Regions from separate parts of the Ovis aries genome. Here region 1 is linked to region 2. The links are chromatin contacts, called in public Hi-C maps. All regions are on one chromosome and are shown on one strand. The core of a region is the stretch at or near the end of the contact, and the rest is flanking DNA. Distances in the headings are between cores, read along the strand shown. Region 1 overlaps LOC132659902 (a long non-coding RNA gene). Region 2 holds the start of SSBP2 (single stranded DNA binding protein 2).

What was found. A called contact is a pair of places that touch in the nucleus more often than the background predicts.
Region 1: a contact with region 2 is called in a Hi-C map of muscle, with 5 times the contacts expected there. The contact joins the enhancer-like site here to the promoter of SSBP2 in region 2. A contact is called at or near these places in 8 of 16 Hi-C or Micro-C datasets (blood, hypothalamus, mesenteric adipose tissue and 4 more).

The regions. Positions count from the first base shown.
Region 1 is chr5:79,375,054-79,380,448 of ARS-UI_Ramb_v3.0, reverse strand. The region is part of intron 1 of LOC132659902 (a long non-coding RNA gene); the gene reads right to left. Among named protein-coding and RNA genes, the nearest start is that of SSBP2, 98 kb to the right of the region's middle. Within about 2 kb of position 4,053, at least 52 of the 54 cell types and tissues checked have an H3K27ac peak or open chromatin away from gene starts, as enhancers often do. A contact at or near this core is called in hypothalamus, muscle and tail adipose tissue, where this site is marked.
Region 2 is chr5:79,276,729-79,282,094 of ARS-UI_Ramb_v3.0, reverse strand. It overlaps SSBP2 (single stranded DNA binding protein 2), which reads left to right and starts at 2,608. Exons shown (of 16, transcript XM_042250727.2): 1 at 2,608-2,675. The coding sequence starts at 2,614.

The sequences.
Region 1 (5,395 bases), core at 2,804-5,303, 97 kb before region 2:
GTTTACATGGTAAACTTTTAAAAAATATTCCTTATGGACAAAGAAATTCCATAACAACTTTAGGGAAAAATGCACTTTAATGCAGTATTAAGCTGTTAGAAATATTTTTTACCCATAAAACTATAATTATTACCAACGGTTTACTAACCCATTTAGGATTTTAGAATCTTTACTGTCTAATCTTAGCATACCGTACTTTTTGGCTAAACACATAAACTCATTATAATATCAACACAGAATTTTTTACAGCAGCAGCAGCACTTCTAAACATGTAAAAACATGTCACAGATTATAAAACAGCAATTGATTTCAAGTGCAAAGTAATCTCAGATTAAAACTGGCATCAGGTTCTAATAAGCATTCACCTTCCAAATAGCACTAGAGATTGGACTGGTTATTAAAAACAAAGGGAAATAAGGAGGACACTAGAGTATACTATTGTGTGTGTATTTTTATATACACACATATATTAATAGAAAATAAATACATATACATTTTTGTTAATAGAAAATTACAACCAGCCCTATGGGAAGCAGGAACATCTTTCTCTCTCAGAACTGCTTTCATTTTGACCCAAATTTGCTGGCTTACTTGAAATGATTTTGCCTTTCTCATTATAAATTCATTTGAAGTAAAACTGTGGAATCTTGAAATTTAGAGCATCAAAAATTATTTATCTTTAGGGAATGGATTCTGCCATAATTAATTTTATATCCTGTTTCTCTTCTTTTGTCATTCATTTGGTGTTAAAATTTCCAAATTTAGTCTAATGCCAACAGTGATCTGCCTGGGAAACCTACCTTAACAGGCAGATGTCCAGATCAAAAAATAGCCTATTTTAACGGTAGAAATATAAACAAACATGTACACACCATACAAAATAAGGTTGAAATGGGTAGGGTCAGTTGATTGACATCCATTTGTCTCTTTCATTGGAAAATGTCATGGGCAGCTTCCACTATGCTTAAGACAAATTTAGATGAATGGAGGTGCTAACTAATGATGCCATTATCTATGTAGCAAATGTAAATGAAGACTTGAAAATCCTGAGTCATTCATGAGAGCCACTTATATGACAGAGGAGGGGAACTTAGAAAAATGAAAACAAAATGTCTTGAGGTGGCAATTTAATCTAAAAAATAACATTCAGATAGGTAAAAAGATAAAATATGCTTAGCTTTTGGAAAGAGATCCAGTGAAGTCCAGTAAACAGGGCCAAGTCTTATGAATTGTAAAAATTGCATTATATACAATCTTTTTAGCAATAAGAATTATTTTAACCATCAATAACTGAGGGTTGTTATTTTAGGAGAATGAAGTCAATACATTTGTTTTCCTGAGGCAGGCAGGGGCAGTATTGTGCTATTCGTGAACTTCATTAATATTCATTAATTTTAAAAGCAGTTTGGTTAGCTTTGGCAATTGTCTATCAGATATTATGCCTTTAAATAAAAATAATTACAAGAACTTCATTATTTAAAAATGTAATTAGCATGAAGTTTAAAACCTACATTTTCACTAGAGGATGTTATTCATTGGATAATGTACATTTTTTGGAAGGGTCTATTTTAATTGAATTCCTGGGGTAAAATTCTAAAAATCATAGTGACTAAAATAACCTAAATGTAACCAAAAGTAAACTGAGAGTACTTTTTTTTCAAATGTTCGAATTAATTTCCACTTTAAAAGAGTACCATAGTTGACCCAATTAGCTCTGTAAACGAATTCTGTTGTTTAACATTCTTTAGCATTTCACAGTAGACAGTTTTCACCCATCCACCACCTTAGATCCCCAAAGATCTCAGCGCACATTTAGTGATATTTACCTTATGAAGTAACTAAATCCAGAAGAGCATTGAGCTCACATCACTGTAAAAAGAAATTGTTTCCTCATGCTTGCCGCTCCCATTCAGGGACTAGAAGCTGAAAACTCTGAAAATTATCCTTGTGCAACTAGGAAATTGTGGACAGAAATGCAAAATAGTTTTATTTGTATATAAGCCCAGCCATAGAAACCATACAAAACCTTGCTCTGCAAAAAAGTCCTCCAGCCTTTGTAAATCAGGCTTTTTACACCATGACAGATTAACAGCCAGGGCAAAAAATTCATGCACATGGAGTTGGAAATGGAATCCTCCACACGTCCTTCTTGATTCATGTCCACACTGAGGTACAACAATGTTGAGTAGTACTTTGTGGATTGTAAGAAAATAAATAAATAAAAATTAAAGTACCACCCAAAGAAAATAAGTCTGAATAATTCAGGGAGACTTTTGAGGCAAGACCAACAAGGAAAATTCACTGTAGTGAATAGCGAAACTTTTAAGAATACACACTTCTTTGTGTGTGGCTTTTATTTTTTAATTTTTTTTAGGGCTGGCTGCTCTAGAAATGTATTTGAATCAGTTTGATTTGTGTTTGTCAAAAGTAACTTCCAGTGCCAGAGAAACACCTCAGTTCTTTAGGTTTTATTTTTAGCTTTTTGTTTTTGTTTTGTGTTTAAGGTAAGTTAGCCCTTTGGGACTAGCACAATTTTCCTGTTTAGGGTCGTTTGGAAAATAAGAGAGATCGTCTTGCTTCTTGTTATCAAACATAGGTGACTGTAGATATAATTTTTCTAAAAACGTGGTTAATAACAGTCTACCAGCAAGAGTAAATCGAGTACCTGCCTCCCTAAATGGATTAAATCAGCGTCTCTGCAATACCATACTGGATAATGGGTAATATTCTTTATAGAGGTATTTATCCACTCTGACTTATTATTGAAGAATACAGAAAAATTTTGCTGCATCCACAAGTGGACAGATTTCCAATTCAAGAGGGCAGGCTTTGGGCTGCCGCTTGCTTTAGGGATTTTGAACCCCCTCAGTTGCCCACACCTGACTTGACTTGACATACAGCAGCACCCTCCCTGGGATCTCCCCTGTCTTTATATCTAGTTGGGGAGGAGTGTGGCCTCCCCAAACTAGACATAAAGTTAATATCAGTGTCCGAGGTTCCAGCTCCTCCCCCAAAACCCATAGCCCTCAAGGGGTGCTAATTCATGAGTGCCAAAACTCGGCAAGTCAGGCCTTGTCCTCTCCAGTCTGAGTAGGATTGACTGTACCCGGATAAAAGCACGGGGCGGAAAGGGTTAATCACAATCCTCCTCTTCCTCCTCTCCCCCCTCCACCCGGCGACAGAGCCAGGAGTGTCTCAGCGGGAGAGCAACTGGAAACCACAAACACCCAAACCCAGGAGCAACTCAAACTAAACCTGGAGACCTGGCTTAGGGAAAGGAGTTAAGTTTAGACCAAACGGTTTTATCAAGGTAGCTGAAAAGGTGCTGCCCTCAGATCTCAAGGATTTCTTTGATGTTGCAGCTGAAGCCTCAAAAATACATTTATGACCCTAATGCCCTTTATTCCCAAAGACCCCAAGGGGTGTTTGTAGAAACGTCCTGCAGGCGTACAGAGTGCAGTGGGAGTGAAGAAAACCCCCGCGGTTATACACGCCTGGCCACCTGGTCCAGGTAACCTTTGCTGCGGGGTCGGGGCCGCCAAGCAACAACCTTCGCCCCATGACAGGGCATCCTCCAAACCCACCGCAGCCAAGACTTTGCAGGACCCATCCGCCTGCCCCGGCCCCGGCCCCCGCCTCCCAGCCCCAGTCTTCCCCACACCATCCCAATCCCTTCCCTACTCCTCACCCTGGGTCGGGGGGGTCCCTGATCGCCAGCCCCCCTAAAACCTACCGGCGCTCTGAGCGCCCACCAGCAAATTCCTACCAGCCCCAGCCTTCCAGGAAAGCAAAAGCCAAAAAAAAAAAAAAAAAGACCATGACATCACGGGCAGGTTTATTTGGGTTTGTTTGTTTGCTTGTTGGCTCGATTAAATACTCGTGGAAGGTGAACGTACCCCACACAGGAGAAGTTTGATGTTGACAAACTTCTGGTGGCAGCGAGACAGTGTCAGCACAACTTCCGGGATAATGAGAGCTGCTTTGCAGGGAGCGCGGCAGCTGCGGCGGGAGGCGGCCGCCGGACGGAACAGCAAATGCTATTCAGCCCGAGCAGTTTCAAGCCGCCCGAGCTGGGGAATTACTGTAGTCGAGCTACGGCTCTTACCACCGGCGCTGGATCTGGGCGCGCGTTAGGGGGGGAAGCTGCAGGCACAGGGCGCCGAGAGGGGAGCTTTCAAGTTACTTTGCTCCACCCCTACACCCGGCAGAGGCTGGCAGGCTGCATGGTAACTGCCAGCATCTTGGTCCCTGCTCCTTTAGGCGGCCGCCCTGGAATCAACCAACTTTTCTCTCCCCCAAAACTCCCTCTTTGTTTCAAATAGGACTCTCCAAAATTTATTCTTGGGAAGACTGACAGCCGGGGTCAAGAAACAGCTGTTGAAGTTAATGTTTCTTCCTCCCACTTCGTCTGATGGTTGTGCCCTGCCAAGACAAAGTGAGAGGCACTGCCTGGTGGCTTCTTTAAACAGACAAGCATTTAGCCAAAAAAAAAAAAAAAAAAAAGTGGGGGAGAGTGGGGGGGTGGATATTTTCCTGCTTAACATACAATCTGATCAGAAATGCAACAGCATGTGCTTTTCAACTTGTGCTGATTACTTGCTGAAAAGATGCTTCGGCTTTTAGTTTTGAACACTCTTAGCACTGGGGAGGGGGTGGGGTGGGCACAGGGATGGTGGGAGAGGTGGTGAGGACACTTTCCATGTTTTGGTAAAGGGGCAAAAATGTTACACCTTCCTCCTCTGACCCACCTCACCCTCTCTAAGAAAGATAGAATGGCCTGGGGGAGGGAGGAAAGAGTTACATTCCTTTGCAAGGTTTAATTCACATTTCAAATTTCATATCATGATGCAGAACAAGGACTGGCCTAGAGCTAGGCAAATTGTTTTTATTTGGAGACCTAGGCCAACCTGGACCTTGCTGCCAGCTCTTGGTAGTTCTTGGTGGCTTTCTCCAGATTAGGCCTGTCTCTTCTACAATTCCCCAACCCAGCTCCTTTGCCCAGAGGGCATGCTGTGGGACAAGCTATCTTGTTTTTTCCTGCTTTCTTCAGGGTGAAGGTTGATTTTAGCACAACCCTTCCTCTGCTCCCGGTGCAGTTTAGGGTGCCCTGGGGGTCTGCCTGAGTCTCCCTGTCCTGACTGAGCTCTCCAAAAGTGGTTGTTCTCTGTAGTGGGAGTGGGGAATTGGGAACTCGATTCCTTCCTCATCAGAGAACTTAACCAGTCTTTCAAGTGCCCCATTGCCCTTTGGGAACACTCTGCTCACTTGGTCTCTCTCAGACATGGTCATATGAAGACACAAAAGGCCTTCCTACTCCACCACCAGGTTAGCCTGTCACCGCATCGCAATGCAGTGCCATCACAAAGTGATATTGCATCAGACCCAAGGATATTTT
Region 2 (5,366 bases), core at 1,359-3,858:
GACAGCCTGATAGACATTTGGGCATTTCGAACTTCGTTAAAAGAGGGAGGTTATTACTCCTTCTGTTAGGGGAAGCACACTGATTGAAACCGCCCACCCTGGCCAGGCACCATAGTAACTATTTGCATGAGTTGTTTTACGACATAAGGAACACGGAACTAATAAGCCACTACCAACTGGAAGAGTTCAGGAAAGGTCAAAAGGAGACACCACATGTCCGACCGCCTCCCTGAATCCTTCTCTCTGGCATCCATCTTGGCTGAATAAGGCGTGCACCACCAGGAAGGACTCGGAGTCAGAATGATTGGCTAAAGACAACCTAGAAACTAATCCTATCACCATAAAACCCGAGACTGTGAGCCACGTGGCAGAGCTGTTCTCCTGGGTTCCCTTACCCTACTGCTCTCCACCCTGGTGCCCTTTCCCAATAAAAGCTCTTGCTTTGTCAGCACATGTGTCTCCTCAGACAATTCATTTCTGAGTGTTAGACAAGAGCCCAGTTTCAGGCCCTGGAAGGGGTTCCCCCTTCCTACAGCACTTCCAAGTACCTCAGAGTCCAAGAATGTCCTGTCCCCACCACGGCAGGTTATTGTAAACAGAGAGAAGAATTTTAAATAAGAAAAGGTAAATTACCTCTCAAAAATCAACTTAAGCCAATGTGACTTTTTTGACTTTATCTTCACTTCTATTGGCTGAATTTTTGTCCTTTCAATAAAAGCATGTTTATTTTTCTTGTATCCTTTTGTATTAGTCAATCCTCTTCTGTAATTGTCATCTTTTGCTATCACATTCTACGGCTACTTCATTTAATCTTGGTTGTTATTCTTATTTTTCTTTTTACACTTTACCTTTTCCATTTTTTGTTTTTGTTTTCCTTACCATAGCAAGTCCCTTCTCTTCATTTTCCCCAGTGTTTGATTTATGTTTGGTTGCCAGCACCTTTTCTGATTCTTTCATTTTTACTAACTGCCCTTCCTTAACCTTCTGTTGATGTTATATTCCTATCACTTGCTGTCAATGCCCACACAAGCCCATTTCTTTCCATTCCATCTATCTCAGAATCTCCATATACATTTTTATGACCCTACTACTAAAAGTTTAAAGCTGCATGTGAGGAAAAGAAAGGTACCTTTCTCTATTTGAATGTTATTTCCTCTCCCCTCCCATAGCTGTTCCGGGTCTTTTTATCCTTCCTTGATGTTTTCCCCTATCTGACCCCCAGCTGCACCCCACTCCCCCTGTCACTCCCTATTTGATGCCCATCTCTTCTTTTTAAACGTGTTTGCACTCTGTCTCATTTTACATCCAAGGATCTCCACAAGATAAAGGATGGAGTTCAGTTGGGAGCCAGGTTGTGTGTGTTTTCAGAAACTTTTTTGCCTTTACTGAAATGGGATTGGGGCCTGGGATCCATGAATATTCTTGGGCAGCGTTTCAGCTCTGGCAAAAGCTTTGTACACCTTGGAGCACGGCTGGGGCCTATTCTGACGGACAAAGACAGGGATGTTTTTAAAAGCCTTCTACGGTCCTTTCCACTCCAAAGGTCAGGATGAGTTGGCATCAACGCCCCAGGCTAGAGAGGCAGGCCAGGTGGGGATACCCGGGACCCTTTTCTGCAGTACGTCTGGCATGTCGCGGGGCTCTGATCTTAGGAGAACAAGGTGGGGGCCACTGAGGCCCCAGGAGTCACTGGGCCACCTTTTGGAGGCAGGCTCACCTCTAAAGAGAGGAGCCAGGCCCGAGGCCGAGTGCTCCCCCGCGCTGCAGGGCGCGGCCCCAGGAGCCAGGCGACGCCACCCCAGCGGCGCCAAGGGCCGCAGGCACAGTCCCTCCAAGGAGGGAAGGCGAGTCGCTCCCAGTCGCTCAGCCAGAAGGTCGAGGGAACAGTGCGCGTGTCCCCCGCCAGCCGGCCCTCTGGGAGCTGGGCGGGGGCGACACCGCAGGGAGTAGGGCCGAGGACCGCAGAGATCAATCCTGGGTACCGGCGCGGGGTCACAGACAGGAGAGGAGCGGGAGAAAGGGGCTGGTGGGGGAGGCTCCCCAGGGCGGCTGGGGCCGTAGATCTGCCTGTGTACTCGGCGGGCGCCCTGAAGTCTGGGGCCGCGGCCGCTCCGGCTCCGCCAGCTCCTGCCAGAGACTCCAGGCCGCACTTTCCCCTCCTCCCGGCGCCTTCTCTCCAGTGAGGAGCCGAGCGCGGGCGGTGCGGGGGGAGGGGCGGCGTTGGAGGGAACAGCCAGTTGTTTAAAATCCTTCTAGAGCAGTTTCTAATTCCCCCCTTGCGCCGGGGTTCGGAGGGGGGAGGCAGGGAGAGGAGCGGGAGGAGGGAGGAGAGCGGAGAGGGAAGGAGGGAGGGAACCCGGGAGGGAGGGAAGGAGGGAGGAGACTGCCGCTTAGGCTGTAGCCGCCGCCGCGCGCTTCGGCAGGCCGGAGGGAGTCGAGGGGGGGAAGGCCTGTCAGTCTCGTGCGTTGCCTGGGCGAAGGGGGCGGAGCTTTGGCGTGGGGCGGCCAATAGTGGGGGTGGCTGCGTGGGTCGCCATGGGGACGGGGCTGTTCCCGGGGAGGCTGTGATGGGTTGACAGGTGCGTGACAGTGGGAGCTGCTCTCGGCACAAGCATGTACGGCAAAGGCAAGAGTAACAGCAGCGCCGTCCCGTCCGACAGCCAGGCCCGGGAGAAGTAAGTGTCTCCGCTTCTCACCCACCTCCGCCTTCTCACGCGCGCACACACACACACACGCACGCACTCGCACACTCTCTCGGAGACACCCAGACACACAGACACTCTCTGCCGGGGGAGAGCCGGGGGGTGGGCTGGCAGGGGGAGGGGTGCGCGAGGTGGGGGGCGTGCGGTGCTGGGAGCGGCTGTTTCCCAGGAGGGGCTCGCGCGGGGCTGGCGGCCGTGGGGTCTGGCGGGAGGGAGGGAGCGAGTGTGTCGGGGGGCGGCGGCGGTGCCGGTGGCGGGGATGGAAACTTGTTTGGGTGATTGAGGGAAATAACCCGCGGGTTCACCTTCTCGCAAAGTAACTTTGGAGCTGGGGTCCGGGGCTGCGGGGAGCGGAGAGCCTCCGGGGGTAGAGGTTGGGCGAGAGGGGGCAGCTGCGTGGAGGAGGCCACGCGGAGGGAATGTGGGTGTTCGGTGGGGGCGGGCCGGGGTCGGGGCGGGCTGCTCGAGGGGCGCCGCGGCGGGGGGCTCGGGCGCCGGGGCCGGTTGCGCCTGGCAAGGCGAAGGCAGCGGGGCCGGGCGCGCGGCGGGCGGAAGCCGGGCGTGGAGCGGTCGAGCGGGGCCCCGCTGGGCGCGGAGACGCGCGCGGGGCGCGGAGGGCGTGTGCGGGGCGTGGGCTGGGTGGGCGTCGGGGCTTTCCTGGTCCGGAGGAGGGACGCCGCGTTCGCAGCCCTGTGTGCCTCGCAAGCCTGGGGCAGGGGGCGTCAGGGGCGCCGCTGAAGTTTGGGAGTCAAAGGACCGAGTTCCTGGGGAGGAAAAGTGTGCTGGCGAGAAGCGGGAGCTGCTGGGGTAGGCTGGCGTTTCTGCCGCTCGCAGTCGACCCAACTCGGCGGCGGCGGCGGCGGCGGCTGGAGAACTTTTTTTTTTTTTTGGAGACTTGCAGCCTCCCAAACGTAGAGGGCCGTGGCGGTCCGGGCGGCGAGCGGGGGTCGCGGGGAGGACTAGCGGTGGGGGCCGCGGCCGCTGGCGCGAGGAGGGCTGTCTGCGGTGGGGAGGGGGCAGTGGTCCGAACCCGGACTTGCAGGAAGGGTCGAAGCGTGGAGACGGGGAGGAGTTAGTTGTTTGGTCGGTGTGGCGAGGAGATACAGGTGTTAACTCCGGTGGGAGCCCAGGGGAGGCTGGCGAGAAAAGAGCCCCTCCCGGCCTGGGATGCCACCGTCACGGCACGCTGCGAAGCAGGGTTGTTTGCTTCTATTCTTACGTGCTTGTAACGGTGATTTGGTTGTTACTAAAAATGAGAGCGCATAGTGACTGTGACCACTGAGGAAGAACCCCTCTTTTCTGTGCAGCAGTTCTTATGGTGATTCCCACTAACCACCTCCATTCTGAGGATGAGGCGTATCCCTGTCATTGGACGCGCTCTGCCCTTCCGAGGACTTCAGACTGGAGAAAAGTCTGAGAGCATCTCAAAAGCTACTTTAGTCACCTTGCACAAGGAAATAGCTGAGTAAATAAAAACCCAATGTGCAGAAACTGCCGGGTTTGCCTCCTAGTTTTAGGCAGTTAGTAGTCTTCTGAAAGTTTCTTGTGCCCTATGGTTGGGAACATTTCCTAATCTTTGTGTTGGCAGCAATAAACGCAATTCCTATAGGATTTAGGGGCGGCCTTGGCGTATCAAAACAAACCAAAAAAAGATACTCCCCCCTACACCTCCAAGGTATTTTCTGAGCTGAATTCAGGATCTTGTTGCTGTGACAAGGAGTATGTAAAAGATTTAGCATTATAGGTTGGTTAAGAGATAGCAAGTTACTGGAATTGAAGTTTTGAGATGGCGTAATTTGTGTGCGTTTATCATTTAGTGGCAATATATCTGAGAAAATAGAAACATTTAGGGAAGATGTTTTAATGATTACAGAGTATTTGGATTTCATATGTTTGGGAGTGAAGGAATTGAAATGTGTATTGAGGTATATCTTAAACGTATTTTCAGGGTGGTTGAATTTGAGAATCCAAATTTTGGGTTTTACTTGAACTTCCAGGAATGGCTGAATTTAATCTATATTATGATAACTTTGTAAAAGAAATTTTAAAAGCATCTAGCATAATAATGAGGAAGTTGAACCTGGTGTGTCTTAAGTCCTTTCTAGCTCTAATTGTGTGGTTATGTCATGAAAACAAATAATTGCCATTTTGCTGTCAAGTCTACCAAACTGAACACCAAGTAACATCTACACTTGTAAGCCAGGTGGTGAGAGTTCTGCTAGATGGTGCTATTTGATTTAAATAAATTTCTTCCATTCATTATAATTGGCAGCAGGAATCCTGGATTGCTTTGCCTTACGGACTAAATATAGGTAAAGAGGCCACTTTTGGAGAATTGACAATGACCATTCTGAGTTAACTGTTGTTGCATTAATTTCTAGGCGAATGTTGTTTGAATCTAAGACAAACATTGAGGTAGACTCTGTTTGATGCAGTAAGTTTCATTTTGCTAGAAGAGTTGATCTGATTACTCATTTTTTGCCCTTTCTGTGTACTTGGGACTTTAATGGCCCTGTTCCACAATAACCTACTGACTTCTGAAGATAGGTGTCTTGAAGTTGTCTTTAAAATGGTATCACCAGATTAAAAAAAATTTTTTTTAAGGAGGCAGACCTCAAAAAGTGCCTGAGTGAAGACTGTTCTTTTATATAGCAAATTAGAACT